2 separate regions of the Macaca mulatta genome follow, and region 2 is linked to region 1. Evidence: chromatin contacts called from public Hi-C data. All regions are on one chromosome and are shown on one strand. The core of a region is the stretch at or near the end of the contact, and the rest is flanking DNA. Distances in the headings are between cores, read along the strand shown.

The links. Hi-C and Micro-C count contacts between places; a contact is called where the count stands out from the background.
Region 2: a Hi-C map of CD4 T cells shows a contact between it and region 1, with 4 times the contacts expected there. The contact joins two enhancer-like sites. A contact is called at or near these places in 2 of 14 Hi-C or Micro-C datasets (CD4 T cells and blood).

Annotation. Positions count from the first base shown.
Region 1 is chr9:7,851,000-7,855,406 of T2T-MMU8v2.0, forward strand. No RefSeq gene overlaps it. Among named protein-coding and RNA genes, the nearest start is that of PFKFB3, 130 kb to the left of the region's middle. Within about 2 kb of position 1,557, at least 34 of the 40 cell types and tissues checked have an H3K27ac peak or open chromatin away from gene starts, as enhancers often do. A contact at or near this core is called in CD4 T cells, where this site is marked.
Region 2 is chr9:7,962,337-7,966,339 of T2T-MMU8v2.0, forward strand. No RefSeq gene overlaps it. Among named protein-coding and RNA genes, the nearest start is that of PRKCQ, 170 kb to the right of the region's middle. Within about 2 kb of position 2,590, at least 15 of the 40 cell types and tissues checked have an H3K27ac peak or open chromatin away from gene starts, as enhancers often do. A contact at or near this core is called in CD4 T cells, where this site is marked.

The DNA of each region.
Region 1 (4,407 bases), core at 307-2,806:
TCGGAAGGACCCAGCCCTGCCGACATCTTGATCTTGGACTCCCAGCTTCCAGAATCAGGAGAAAATAAATTTCTGCTGTGGGCCGGTGCAACAGCTCATTCTCATCATCTCAGCACTTCGGGAAGCCGAGGCAGGAGGATCACTTGAGCCCAGGAGACTGAGACCAGCCCGGGCAGCATAGGGAGACCTGTCTCTACAAAAAGTAAAATAGCTGAGCCTGGAGGTGGCACTTACCTGTTGTCCCAGTTACTTGAAAGGCTGAAGGAGAAGACTGCTTGAGCCCAGGAGGTCGAGGCTACAGTGGGCTATGACTACACCACTGTACTCCAGCCTAGGTGACAGAGCGAGATCCTATCTCTAAAAATAAAAATTAAAAAACTGTTGTGTAAGTCCCCCCGTCTGAAGTACTTTGTTGCGACATCCTCAGCACACTAATACAGTGTCCTGAAGCTTTTTTTGTATGTGCTGTAGCCCCTCTGAACCTTCAGGGTTGATCCTGAGCCCCTTCTTAGAATAATGTTTACATTAAAAAGAAACACACTTTGGATTACGAAGGAAAGAACTGTTGAAATACTGATATCAAAATGCCAAACATAAACATTTACGATGTAGACATATATGTGCCACTTTAATAGTGTATTTGATAGTGGCAAGTCTGAAAACAACTGTAATTTCACAATAGAGATGAAGGGTAAATACTTTTTCAAGACATCTGCAACAGGCTGGGTGTGGTGGCTCATGCCTGTAACCCCAGCACTTTGGGAGGCCAGTGTATCAGGATTGCTTAAGCCCAGGAGTTTGAGACTCGCCAGGGCAACATAGTAAGACCCCATCTAAAAATAATTAGCTGGGTGTGGTGGCGTATGCCTATAGTCCCAGCTATTTGGAGGCTGAGGTGGGAGGATCCCTTGAGCCCCGGAGGTCAAGGTTGCAAGTGAGCTGTGTTGATACCACTGCATTCCAGGTTGGGTGACAGAGCCAGACTCTGTCTCAAAAAAAAAAAAAAAAAAAAACAAAACTGCAACAACCATCACGTGACACGAACATATGATTTTTATTGGTGACCGACACAGAGGCTGCTCATGTGGTCACTATCTTCATAATGAAAATGCTAAATACCAGTTCCTGGTTAGTGGAGGAAAAGATTTTTTTTTCCCACCCAAGTTTACATATTCCTGAATTTGATCTGTTCCTGGCCTGGGTGGTGTCCACTAGGGGACTTCTGGGGTCTGTGGTTAGGCGACTGTGGGTGGATTGTCCCATGAGGCTGAGGCCTCTTGCTCTTAGCTTAAGGCTCAGTGACCCTTCAGCACTTGGGGGCCTTGTGCCAGGGACAGGTGGTCCCGGCCGCTCCTCTCTGTTGCCATGGTGACAAACCTATGTGGCCTCTGGAAGCTGCTCCCTTCTTGGTCCTCTGTCCAGAGCCTTGCGGCAGCTCGGGTAAATTTCTCTGCATAGCTTGTCTGTGATTCAGCGAAGGAGGTGTGTGGAGAAGGTGCCAGTTCCCTCAGCGGAGCCGCCCTCAGGGCTTGGCCTGACTCAGGCAGGAAGTAGCTGACTCTCCATGCCGGGAACGCTGTCACCAGCCTCGTGATGGAGTCGGGCCTCTGCCGGTGACTCACCACCGTCACCCAGGCGCTGCTCTTGCTGGGAATTTTCTCATGAGCTCATCTGGCCAGTGCAAAGAACCACACAATTGTTCCCCACACGCGTTCTTATTGTGCAAAAGGGAAACCTTGGTTCGGATCTTGTGGTTTTTTTTTTTTTTTTTTTTTTTTTGAGATGGAGTCTCACTCTGTCAGCCAGGCTGGAGTGCGGTGGCAAGATCTTGGCTCACTGCAACTTCCGTCTCCCGGGATTCTCCTGCCTCAGCCTCTCGAGTAGCTGGGATTATAGGCACGTGCCACCACGCCCAGCTAATTTTTGTATTTTTCATAGAGACAATGACATCACCAAGAATGAATCTTTTTTTTTTTTTTTTTAAATGGCTTAAGGGGTATATGGCTCTTCAAATACACGCAGGGGTTATGCTTTCTCCATCTGGAGAGTGATGCTCCCCCTGCAGCCCAGTGATTCCGAGACAGGCTTTCTTCAGGCTGGAGTTATCTCATTCATTGAAACGTGCTTGATATTTCATGCTTGAAATAAAGATGTCCCCCAATTCGTGGCACCTTGTGTTTGACAGATAGCCTGCATAGAGACAGAGTCTAGGCCGGGCACGGTGGCTCACGCCTGTAATCCCAGCACTTTGGGAGGCCGAGACGGGCGGATCACGAGGTCAGGAGATGGAGACCATCCTGGCTAACACGGTGAAACCCCGTCTCTACTAAAAAAATACAAAAAACTAGCCGGGCGAGGTGGTGGCGCCTGTAGTCCCAGCTACTCGGGAGGCTGAGGCAGGAGAATGGCGTAAACCCGGGAGGCGGAGCTTGCAGTGAGCTGAGATCCGGCCACTGCATTCCAGCCTGGGCGGCAGAGCGAGACTCCGTCTCAAAAAAAAAAAAAAAAAAAAAAAAAAAAAAAAAAAAAGACAGAGTCTATCAGGGAATGAGAGGATTTTTGGTAAAAACGACCAAAACTTCTACTGACCCAAGAGAAGGCTTTGGTTGCTTGGAGTGGATTATCAGCCAAATGCTACCTTTATTTTGTGGGATTTTGGCCTTTGAATCAGGTTCATGGGTGGCATGTTATAGAAATAGGGTAACCAAACGGGATAATTCTTCAAAAAGAAGTGGGGCATAGGATGGGAGGGGTTGTTGTTTATTTATATGTACGTGTCATAAAAATATTTTAGATCGTAATTTAGCAAATATATGAAAGTGGAAAATGTGTTTATGGAGCTATTTAACAAAAGGGCCATGCTTCAGAAAAAAAAAAAATCCCAAGAAACAAACCAAAAAATGCCCAAAAGAGAAATCTCTGTGTGGGAGACTATCATTTAGCCGCAGACAGGATGGTTACAGGTTAATTGCTGGCTTTATCTAACTACCAGCTACAATAACTCCAATTTGGGGTCGACCAAGGACCAATGAACTTCGCTTTCTCTGGGCAACAGCTGAGATGTTGCAGCTGCAAGTAGGGTTAAATAACCTCCAATAAAGGAAAAAACTTGCAGAGTAATTCCGTTAAGAAATTTGACATAATTATAGATTCAAGGATGATGCAAACAGAAAGTGGACAGGAAGGTCCTTGTCCCCTTCCTTCCGTTTCTCCCAATGTGACATCTTACACAGCTGCAGTGCAGTATCACCACCATGATACTGAGACTGGGTCACAGAACCTACCTAGATTTCCCGTTTTATATGTGTGTGTGTGTGTCTGTGTGTGTGTGTGTGTGTGTGTGAGTATAGTTCTGTGCAGGTTTATCACATGTGTGCATTCTTACAACCATCACCCAAATCAAGATACATCTTGATTTTGCTCCATCACCAGGAGGATCCCTCATGCTACCCCTTTACAGCCTCAAGTCCCCTTCCCTCCTTTCCCCTCCCTACCTGCTGGCGGCCACTAACCTGTTCTCCATCGCCATAATTTTGTCATTTCAGAATGTTGAATAAATGGAATCATACCATACGTGATATGGTTTGGACCTGTGCCCCCGCCCAGATTTCATGTTGAAATGTAATCCCCAATGCTGCAGGTGGGGCCTGGTAGAAGGTGATTGGATCATGGGGCTGGTTTCTTTTTCTTTTTCTTTTCTTTTTTTGAGACAGAGTTTTGCTCTTTCACCCAGGCTGGAGTGCAGTGGTACAATCTGGTCTCACTGCAACCTCTGCCTCCTGGGTTCCAGCAATTCTCCTGCCTCAGCCTCCTGAGTAGCCGGGATTACAGGTGCACACCAACATGCCCAGCTAATTTTTGTATTTTTAGCAGAAACGGGGTTTCATCATGTTGGCCAGGCTGATCTTGAACTCCTGACCTCAAGTGATCCGCCTGCCTTGGCCTCCCAAAGTGCTGGGATTTACGGGTGTGAGCCACCACAGCCAGCCGTTGGGGTGGTTTCTAATGGTTTGTATCATTTCCCTTGTGCTGTGCTGACAATAGAGTTCTTACAAGATCTGTCTGTTTAAAAGTGTGTGGCATATCCCTGCCCCCGCACCTTCCTCCCGCTCTGGCCGTGTAAGATGTGCCTGCTTCCTCTTTGCCTTCTGCCATGATTGTAAGTTACCTCAGGCTTCCCTAGAAGCTGAGCAGATGCCAGCATCACACTTTCTGTACAGCCTAAGGAACTGTGAGCTAATGAAACCTCTTTTCTTCATAGATTACCCAGTCTCAAGTATTTCTTTATAGCAGTGTGAGAATGGACTAATACAGTATGTAACCTGCTAGTGGACTTCTTCAATCAGAAGGATTCCTTTGAGATCCATCCAAGTCATTTCTGTATTAATAGTTTTTTGTTTTTTTTTT
Region 2 (4,003 bases), core at 1,340-3,839, 110 kb after region 1:
AATGTGCTCAATTCCTTTCTGCAGTGAGTTTTAAATTTAAATATTCCTTTGTGCTCCCTGCCTAGCCTGGAGCTATTGCTGGGCTCTTGGCAACATCCACCTGGCTGAGCCCAGCAGCCCTTGCCCTGGAGACAGAAATTGCCCCCTTTTTTTTCCTTCTTTTTATTTATTTTTTGGCACAGGGCATCTTGAGACAAGTTGAATAGCCACCCTGGAGTTTTGCCAGAGTCACAAGATGAGGAAGGTCAAGAAGCAGAAGAGAACAGGGTGAGGAGATGGGGGTAGGGGAGAGGAAGTTTGACATCATGTGGTTTGAATGGCTCAAAATGCTGAAATGCCAGCATTAGTTCAAGCAATTTAGACTTTCAGGAAGCCTGGCCTCTCCCCCTAGAGTTATTTGTTTAGTCCTGTCTGGTGGGCTTGGCTGGCCGATTCCACAAACTCATGATCCAAAAGTTCTCCAGGCAGAACAGAGACGTGGCCTCCATGCCTACTGGGTTGACAATCAGTTCCAGGGGCCCAGCGTCTCCTGTGAACCCAGGGTCACCCAGATCAAGTCCCCAGGGTGGCAAATGTCTGGCGTCAATCGGGGGTGGGAGGGGGGGGACACTGAGTTTAGTTCAAGGAAGTATTGCCAGGTTTCATGTGTTCTTCTGTGCCACTGACGGAGAACATGAATTTGAATATGCTGCACGGTTTGATGCACATCAGAGCTGAAAGAGAAGAATCCAGGTGAAAAGCAGGAACGTGGCCAGATTGCCCGAGTTAGAGTGGGGCTCTGTTACTAGCCAGCTGGAGATGTCGGCCGCTGACGTGGTGTTCTCTACCTGAGTTTCCTCATTCAACACTGAATCCCCTGGCTTTGCCCTTCTTTCATCTGTAGCCCCAGTACCTTTTAGCAAACTGTGTAATTTACTTGTTTGCTATGTTTGTGATTTACTGTCTGTCTTCCTCATCTCCTCCTCTGAAAGGACAGACATCTTGCTTGTTGTGTTTTGATGCATTCCAAGATTCTGGAAGACTTGGAAGACAGCAGGTGGTCGATACACATTTGTAGAATATGAGTAGTCACAGAACCAGCCTCGCTGTGTTGTTATGCGGGTGAAATGACTTAATACTGTCATATGCTCAGGGCAGTCCCAGCCCCGAGCAGCGTGCCCTGAACCATATTTCAGCACACAGCGAAAGCTGGATCCATCGAGCAATCTCACGTTCCGTGTCTCGGCAGGCCCAGGACAGCTCTGCTTTTAACCTGTTTCCTGGAGTAATTGCTAACAGTGCTTCCTTTCAGTTAAAAAAAAAAAAAGGCTCATTTTAGCTAGTAAATTATATGGTTTTGCTACATGTAAGTATCTTTACTCATTCATTTTAGAAACTGAAAAAAAGAAAAAAAAATCTGCCAGGTGGCATGCACCTACAGTCCTGGCTGCTCGGCAGGCTGAGGTGGGACGATGCTTGAGCCCAGGAGTTCAAATCCAGCCTGGGCAACGTAGAAAGACCCCACTTCTACAAAAAAGCAGAAGAAAGAAAAAAAAAAGATATTGAATATAAGAGCAATGACCGTAGTTCATTCCCTTTTAGAGCTTACTGTCTTCTAGAGAACTTGCAAAATTAAATAATTCAAATTTAAAACTGTTGGAACTTCAAAATATTCTGAACCTTGAGAGAAATGCAGCTAGATGGGCTGAGTCACAGAGCATGCTGTTGCAACTTCTGCTTTTTCCCGTAAATGATTAGGAACGACTGAGTAGCACCAGAAATAAGACACTCTGAGTGGTGAGCCCTCAGAGCATTACTCTTGTCCTCACAGAATGTTGAAGTTGTCTTCCATGGAATGGAGCAAGCCGCCCTCGTCAAATCGCTGTAACATGTCTGCTAGCCTTGCATGGAAAACGTTGCAACCTTGCTAAAACCACCTCTTCCTATGTAGGCACAGCCTTGGCTTCCCCACTTGAGAGCATGGACCTTGTCCTCTTGGGGTCTGTGTTTTCCGGGTGACCATTCTCAAGCTCTGTACTCAGATAAACCCTGTACTTCATCATATTTTCTGTATCACCTTATTTAAGGTCAACAAACTTTAAGAACCTAGTTAAGTAGACAACCTCATGACTTGAACACATGGTTAATAGTGATAGTTGGATTGACAGCTGTATGGTTCCCTGCCATTTTAGGAGAGTTTTTTTTTTTTTTTTTTTTAAATATTGATCCATTTTCATGCTTTGTGTAGTACTGTTTACAACAACTGGGATGCTGAGCATCAGCCACTTGGTGAGGATTGCCGAGCCAGGGCACTCTGGTCCCAAAGCTCGGATTCCCACCGGCCTTCCTGCTGAGTCACACTGTCTGCTGGGAGCTGTCGACCCGCCGTCTCTTTCTCTGACTTCCACCCGATAATTCTACATGGCTCTGCAATAAGCAGCTTTTTTCTTATTATTTCCTACAAATACATAGGTTACCCTCTGATTAAAGGCAGGATACACATCTTGAATTAAAGGGAAGGCTGAAGCCTGGAATTCTTCCGATCTCTAATCCTGCCTGGTCAATGAAGTTCCTGAGTCCTCAGCTCAGGTCTGAGGCAGCCCTGCCCAGCAGGGACGGAAACTGCAGCTTTGTCATGTTCCTCTGCCACCCTCTAGTGACTCACGTCCAAATTAGGGTGGCTGGGAACTATTGGAAGAACACAGATGCTGCAAAGAAGCCGCAAACCTTCATTCTCAGCAAACTAACACAAGAACAGAAAACAAAACACCGCATGTTCTCACTCATAAGTGGGAGTTGAACAATGAGAACGCCTGGACACAGGGAGGGGAACAACACACACCGGGGCCTGTCGGGAGACTGGGGACTAGAGGAGGGAAAACATTAGGAGAAATACCTAATGTTGATGAGTGCAGCAAACCACCATGGCATGTGTATACCTCTGTAACAAACCTGCATGTTCTGGACATGTATCCCAGAACTTAAAGTATAATTTAAAGAAACCCCAAAAGAGTGCAATTTCAATGCCAAAAAAAAAAAAAAAATAGCTGAGCTTCGTCTGTTTCTTCTGCCCTTTCCTCCCTCACACCTACCATGTGTGCAGCATTGTACCAAACCTGAAGGACAGAGAGAGAAAAGCCTGGCTCCGCATCCCCCTGCTCGGGTTGCCTTGGTAACTTCTCCATGTACCCAAAGAAGCAAAGGGGACTCAACAATTTCAAAGAAGAGTGGCAGTAACTACTTCTTCTGTTCCAAGCTTTCTTGTATAAAGTGAAGCACTGTGTTGCCTTTAAGAGTTCCATTAAGGGCTGGGCACCGTGGCTCATGCCCGTAAATGCCAGCACTTTGGGAGGCTGAAGTTGGTGGATCACTTGAGGTCAGGAGTTCAAGACCAGCCTGGCCAACATGGCAAAACCCCGTCTCTACTAAAAGTACAAAAATTAGCCAAGTGTGGTGGTGGGCACCTGTAGTCCCAGCTACTTGGGAGGCTGAGACAGGAGAATCACCTGAACCCAGGAGGCAAAGGTAGCAGTGAGCTGAGATTGTATCACTGCACTCCAGCGTGGGCAGCAGAATGAGACTCTGTCTCAAAACTGGACCAAAACAAAAAAAGAGTTCCATGAAGGGAATTAGGACCACTTTTTAATTCAGTGTCTGCACACTATCTCCTGACCACCTGGCCGCTGCTTTTCCTCCCTGCTTCCTGTCCTCCCTTCCTCTCTCCCTTGCTCTACTATCCTATCCCTTCACTGGTGCTCTTTTTGTGTTTTATCTCCTCTGCCAATCAACATGCAGGGCAAGGAAGCCAGGCATAGCACTGGGCACTGGCCAGCCCTGCTGGTTGCTCTCGTGCCGGCTCTCATGCCTGAAGCTCTGTGCTAAAACACCTGGTTTCCAGCAATGTGCAGATGGTGAACAGTCAGAGGTGGGGTGGGGCAGGAGTCACACTTCTCAAGGACACCATAGTGTGATAAACACTAAGGAGTTGGCTGCCAGTGTCTTAGTCAGAGCAAGGCAAGGCTAT